Regions from separate parts of the Ovis aries genome. Here region 1 is linked to region 2. The links are chromatin contacts, called in public Hi-C maps. All regions are on one chromosome and are shown on one strand. Each heading gives the region's core, a stretch centred on a gene start, on an enhancer-like site or on the middle of the called end of the contact. The rest is flanking DNA. Distances are from core to core; before and after follow the strand shown.

The links. A called contact is a pair of places that touch in the nucleus more often than the background predicts.
Region 1: a contact with region 2 is called in a Hi-C map of hypothalamus, with 3 times the contacts expected there. The contact joins two enhancer-like sites. A contact is called at or near these places in 5 of 16 Hi-C or Micro-C datasets (blood, hypothalamus and retroperitoneal adipose tissue).

What each region holds. Positions count from the first base shown.
Region 1 is chr4:47,969,994-47,973,001 of ARS-UI_Ramb_v3.0, reverse strand. All of the region lies in intron 2 of SRPK2 (SRSF protein kinase 2), which reads left to right. It also overlaps the pseudogene LOC114114583. Among named protein-coding and RNA genes, the nearest start is that of SRPK2, 74 kb to the left of the region's middle. Within about 2 kb of position 1,616, at least 19 of the 54 cell types and tissues checked have an H3K27ac peak or open chromatin away from gene starts, as enhancers often do. A contact at or near this core is called in hypothalamus, where this site is marked.
Region 2 is chr4:47,834,450-47,837,561 of ARS-UI_Ramb_v3.0, reverse strand. All of the region lies in intron 8 of SRPK2 (SRSF protein kinase 2), which reads left to right. It also overlaps the pseudogene LOC132659682. Among named protein-coding and RNA genes, the nearest start is that of KMT2E, 130 kb to the right of the region's middle. Within about 2 kb of position 1,776, at least 16 of the 54 cell types and tissues checked have an H3K27ac peak or open chromatin away from gene starts, as enhancers often do. A contact at or near this core is called in hypothalamus, where this site is marked.

The sequences.
Region 1 (3,008 bases), core at 367-2,866, 140 kb before region 2:
AGGCAGAGTAGTATCCTGCTTTTTTAAGGGTTGAAAACTCTTCCTCTTTCCTCCATGAGATTTTAAATCAGTGTGTTTTGCTTGGTTTAAAAGAGTTGACCAGATGATTGTGGTGTGGTCTCCTGAGGTTAAAATTTCTATCTAAACAGTTCGGTTCTAGCAGTATGTCATATGTAATAATAGTAACTCATAGTTGTTATGAGTTTCATTAATGTTTTGAAACTTTGGTATTTTTGGTAAATATATTTGAAGACAGACTGAGAGTACATAGATAGATGACCTTCTGTGGCCTGATGAAGTCCTTTAAAAGCCTAAAACACTGCCTCTTTTTCTCTCCCTGCAAGCTGAAATCTGACTGTACTGAATTGCAAACTAAAGAAAAGAAATCCAGCACAGTTCTCATCGTTGCCTCTGGCTCTTAAAACTAAATAATGTATGGATCTTGGTGAGAAGTATTCTGGTTTTTGGGAGGCTTCTCTTTTGTTGGTTCTCTAAGCATGTTAAATGAACAGAAGAATGGATTAATAAAGCATAAGAATGAGGAAGAGAGCATATTTTATCTGGAAGACTCTTTTTGTTTTTAAATGTTATTTGTCTAATATAAACTGTATATGAATTCCTTTTCATGATCTTTTATATACCACTGTAATAAAGTACCAGGCAACAGGAGTTTTGATAAGTAAATATCCTGTATCTTCTCTTAAGCCTTTAGAACCCCAGAGAACAGAGAACTTTATTAAAATAGATACTTGATCCTAAAGCATTTTGAACAAGAGTTATTTGTTGCCACAGTGTAGATGCTTCTAGGGTTTAGACCCGAGTGATAGTCTATATCTTTAGATCAGGAATCCGTTTTGTAGTTTGATTTTACAATTAGTCTCGGAAGGCTTTTAGTTTTTCTTTTAGCAAGGAGGTGTGTCTCTAGGTTGAGATCTGTAGGCCTCACATAGCAATTACTTATAGCTACTTGGGGCTAGGGCAGTCCCGAAGAGCCTAGAGTGGGTTGCTGTGTGTATCACTGGTCTCTGGATTCCCAGAGTCACAATGTTGAAAAGGTAGAGCAAATATTTTAGTTTTTCAGTTTGTCAATTTTCTTACCATTAGTCATATTAGGAATATTACCTAATGGGAATGAAGGGTTAATAGAAAAGTCGGTCTCAAGCCTTTGAGCAGGACATTTCTGTTTACTTTAGCATGCGTACATGCATATCCTGCCTTATTCCAAAAAGAATTTAAGGGGCACTTTCCTGTAGTTTTTATGATCTGAGTAAGTCTTGCTTATAAATATGCTTGCCAGTCTCAAGTTGAAATGAATCTGGCTTCCAAATGGTGTGTACTTATTCCAACAGTGCTTCCATTGTACTGCAAAGTCTTGTTACACCTTTAGGGTTTGAATATGTTCTCTTGTCATAAATCTTTATCCTTTGATGTTAGAATCAATTTTTGGCATTGGCTAACAGTCATTGAGTGCCAAGCCTGTTGAATAACCTGGATAGGCAGTCTGGGTTGTTAAAGCTTTTTGGTTTATTGTTTTTGACTCATGAACTATGAGCCAGAACAGTTTCAGGATGATGAAATGAGTTTCTGAGCCACAGTTAACTCGTTGTTACATCCAGCAGCCTTGAACAATGGGTCCATTTGACTCCTGGTCTTTGTGGGATGCGTCTACATTAGCAGTACCATTGATATCAAATAAACAAGTTAACATTGTCCTCACTGTGATTTTGATATGAATGTTCTCTTGCATTGGAACTGTAGCAAAGTTTTCCATTGCAGATTTCATGTTTTCAGATTATAGTGAAAACTTGTATCATTAGCTCTAGTTATTTTCTTAAAATGTCATTTGAAAAACCTATTTGTGAAAGGTGCAAAATAGAGAACAACTTCTAACTTATAGTAGAAATGTTTGAAATAGTCTTCACCAACTTTCTGTATCTTTATTTGCCACTGTCCACTCACCACCACTTCCCCTCCCCAACTTTTCCTGCGTTCTGATTTTCCTGAGTAATTACCTAATTGGACGAATCAAATTATTACTTTGACAACATTTTATAGAAGATGAGACAGACTTATGGAAGATGTGACTGAGTAGTTTGAGGAATCAGAGATACTAATGAGTCAAAATTCAAATCTCGGTTTTCTGATTCTGAATACCTTCCTTAACAATAACTTGAACAGTATGAGTTTTCTCCCTGTATTTTCATATATTTTACTTGTGGATTTAATGCCACACAAAGTTAAATGTTAAGCTTTTTCTTAATGAGGTAATTTTAAGTTTTATATTGACATGGAGCTAAACACGCATTAATCTCAACTTGATTGTGTTTTGGCCTTGAAAATAATTGTTGCATATGAAAAAGTTACATTCCTCCTATGCTGTGTCTTTCTTGTTTGTCAGTTACATTTTATAATCATATTTGTGTTTGTATTGAAACATTTGTTTCTAGCAGTGTTAGTCATGATGATGCTATGCAGCTGTAAAAGTCACATTTTAAATTTTACCACATGAAAAATTTATTATTCTACTATTTTGTCTTATAAATTTGTACATTTAAATTAGACTGAAGCATAAAGTTTACTTGTTAAATACTGTAATTCAAGTATGATGGTATCCTCTTGTGCTTGTGAAATGAAGAAGTGATCATTTTTATTTTGGGAATGTTTTAGAACTGTATAAATATTTGTATGGTAGTCTTAAGTCTGGATTGTAGTAGCTTAGGTCACCTGCCACTGAATTCATTCCCTGGGGAATGTGATATGGACATTCACCTTGACACCTCTGTTGGTGTCAGCTTTGTTGCAAAGTGTGCGTGTTCAAGACCAATGGGTCCCCAAATAAAAATTAGAATGCTCGTGGGGAAGGAGACTTCTTCACTAGAAGTTTCCTGTGACCTGCCACTGCCTGCTGCTAAACAAGAGTTTAATAGCTGTGCTCCGAGTTCTTATGAGCAAGTGTCATGTTAAACTCTGGCACACCCAAATGCTCACAAGCTCAGAGGGAATGTTTA
Region 2 (3,112 bases), core at 527-3,026:
TGCAGGCACTCCCTGTTTTAAGTGCTGTCTTTGTGTTATGCTGTCTAGTCCTCACCACAGCCTTAGGAGGCTAGGGGTGTTCTTACCTCCACCCTGAAGGAGGTATTAAAAGCTTTTCTAGGTTCCACAGTTATTGTGGAAATCAAGGCTGGAATCCGGATGGTGTGATCCAGAGTCCATGCTTTTGACTCTGGGCTAGTGTTGTTATGGAATGTCTGTCTACACGGGAAGATTGGAAGAATTTTACATTATAGCATGTCTTGTGAAAAGTGTGTATTCATGTTTCTGGAGATGGTTTACTTTTACATTAATAGTGGAAGTAGCAATTAGATCATTTTAAGGTACATTACTTAATTGGTGATATGTACTGCAGTATGTAAGCTAAGGGACTTTCCAAACGCCTTGCTTTTTCAAACCCACCTTCTCGGGGGCGGCTGACTTTGCAGACAAAACCAAGAATCAGGTCCCTACCCAGCAGGCTGTTATCATGAATTTGTCAACACTTATTACTTATTTACCATTTATATGATCTCACTGGTCCTAGTTATCAATGAATTAATTATGATCAAGCCAATATTGTTCAATTTTTAGAATAGAAAATTGGTTGGTAAGCATTTTTATGCTCTTGAATTTGCCCATGTAGTGGTACATATGATTCTCTACTAACTTGAATTCTCCTCCTCAGAGTGCTGGGTATGCAACTCAGAAATTCGGGGAAGCTGCTCCCTTCAAGGGAATCAAGCCCCTTCCCCAGCTCATTCCTCTGCGCTGCTGCAGTGCTAGGCAGTGTTTTACCTTTTGTCCTGACTGTATCAGAAGTGAAGTACAGCTACTTAACTTTCTCATTAATTTTCACTGGTCAGAGTTGGAAAGAACAAGGAGCAGGGAGATTTAAGGACAGAGCGGACGAGGAAAGTGTCTGTGGCCCTCGTCCTTGGTGATTGTGGCAGGTGTTTCCCACACTTCTCAATCAAGCATGTGCTTGTAGCATTTACCTCCTGTCTGTCCTCTGTCCTTGTGAGGAAGAGAGATCCTCTGGGAGCTTTAGCTTTCCCAGGAGCGAAGCCTCTGGCTTGAGGAGCGCTCTCTGCTGTTACCCTCCGTGTCCACAGGGACCAGTGTCCCTGTGTGGTGCTGTTGCCCTGGGCGCTCCCCTGCACGGCCAGCCCCTCTGCTGCTGGCCAGGTCTCCCTGGTGCTGGTTACGAGGCCTTGCCCATGTCATCAGAGGTCGCCCCCTCTCCTTGCCCTCCGTCCTTTGTTCTGGTGTGGCAGAAGAAAGGCGCCCATATTGTGACCAGAGTCAGAAGAGAATGTGCAAAATTGCTCTAGTTCCGTTTCTCTGTGCAGTTTAGAATTTAGGGGGAAGCTTTCTGTGGGTGGTGAGCAGGCCCTGGGAGAAACCTTCAGGTGACACATCCATGTTATTCCCAACTTACTCTTCCCTTTCTGTATGTGACAGGACCAATGTCTAGCACACCGAGGTGGAAAGGGAGTTAGTTTATGTTGTTAACACCAGTAACAAATGGTCTTTTGCATGGTTCATAGGTGCCTAGACAGGAATATTAGAGACTGTCCTAACCAAGTGCCTTATTTTACGGCTGAATTTGAGGTCAGGGGAGGGAGGAGACTTAATCCGAGCCACAGCTAGTCAGTTCCTGAACCAGAACTGAAATCTCCTGGCTTCCAGCCCAGAGCTCTGCCTGCTGGTCTGCACTACCGCTGCCTCACATGGAGAGAACCGGCCCCTGCCCGTGGGGGTGAGCCGCCTCCCTGGAGTGGGATGCAGCCTGTTCCTGGCCGTCTGTGATTACTTGACCTGGGTTCTCATGATGGAGCAGATGGCAGCGAGGATCTCTGCTGCCTCCTGCTGATGAGGCCAACTATGTTTTTTAGGCAAGAGATATACACGTTCTGTGGTAAGACAAGTGAGATCTAACCTTGAGCATGAAATTTGATTCGTTGTTTTTTTTATTGTCATAATATTTGGTATAAATTTTTGTAAGATTGCCTGTCATTTTTTGATTCTAGATTCTGGGATGCTTTAACTTCACTGGCTGAGAACAAAGATGCTATTTTTTAAAATAAAATCATTCTTATAGCTATATATTTAAAAAATATATTAGTATTCATTAAAAGAGTCATCAGGTAGATCCAATTCATATTATAGATGGGAGAAATGAGACCCAGAGAAATTTAATAAGTGACTTAGCGAAGTTACGTTTATTAAGTCAGTATCAATACAAGTCTTCTGACTTAGTTCATTTTACCATTTAGTTTGAGCTTCTTGTGAGCTAGACATTGTACTGTGAGTTTTTCATACATTATTTCTAATTCTTTTCACATTTCCATCTAATGGATAACGTTCCCCCTTTTATAGATAAGAAAAGGGAAGGTCAGGCAGCTTAAGTACCTTGCCTTGTGAGTGAGTGATTGAGAAGTAATGCAGGAGTGGCCTGAGTCCCAAGATCATGATTTAATAGTGTTCCATGCTGTCTCTTAGCTGTTTTCGTCAAGATTTGCGTTATCTTAATTAGTTTATCCCTGAAAGCAATAGTCTTTTCCTTGTGTTCAAGTCTTCTCTTTGTGTTTGTTGTTAGACATAAGCAGTATTTCTTGAGGAAGGTTAGCTGTGTTGAGTGCAGTTGTTCAGTTGACCAATCATGTCCAACTCTGACCCCATGGACTGCAGCACACCAGGCCTCCCGCCCCTCACCTCACGGAGTTTGCCCAAGTTCATGTTCATTGCACCGGTGATGCTGTCCAACCATCTCATCCTCTGACGCCTTCAGCTCCTTCTGCCCTCAATATTTCCCAGAATCAGGGACTTTTCCAATGAATTGGCTGTTCGCATCAGATGACCAAAATACTGGAACTTTAGCTTCAGCATCAGTCCTTTCAGTGAATATTCAGGGTTGATCTCCCTTAAGATTGACTGGTTTGATCTCCTTCCTGTCCAAGGGACTCTCATGAGTCTTCCCCAGCACCACAGTTCAAAGGTATATGTTCTTTGGTATCCTGCCTTCTTTACAGTCCAGCTCTCACAACAGTACGTGACCACTGGCCAAGACCATAGCCTTGACTATACGGACATTTGTTGGCAGAGTAATGTC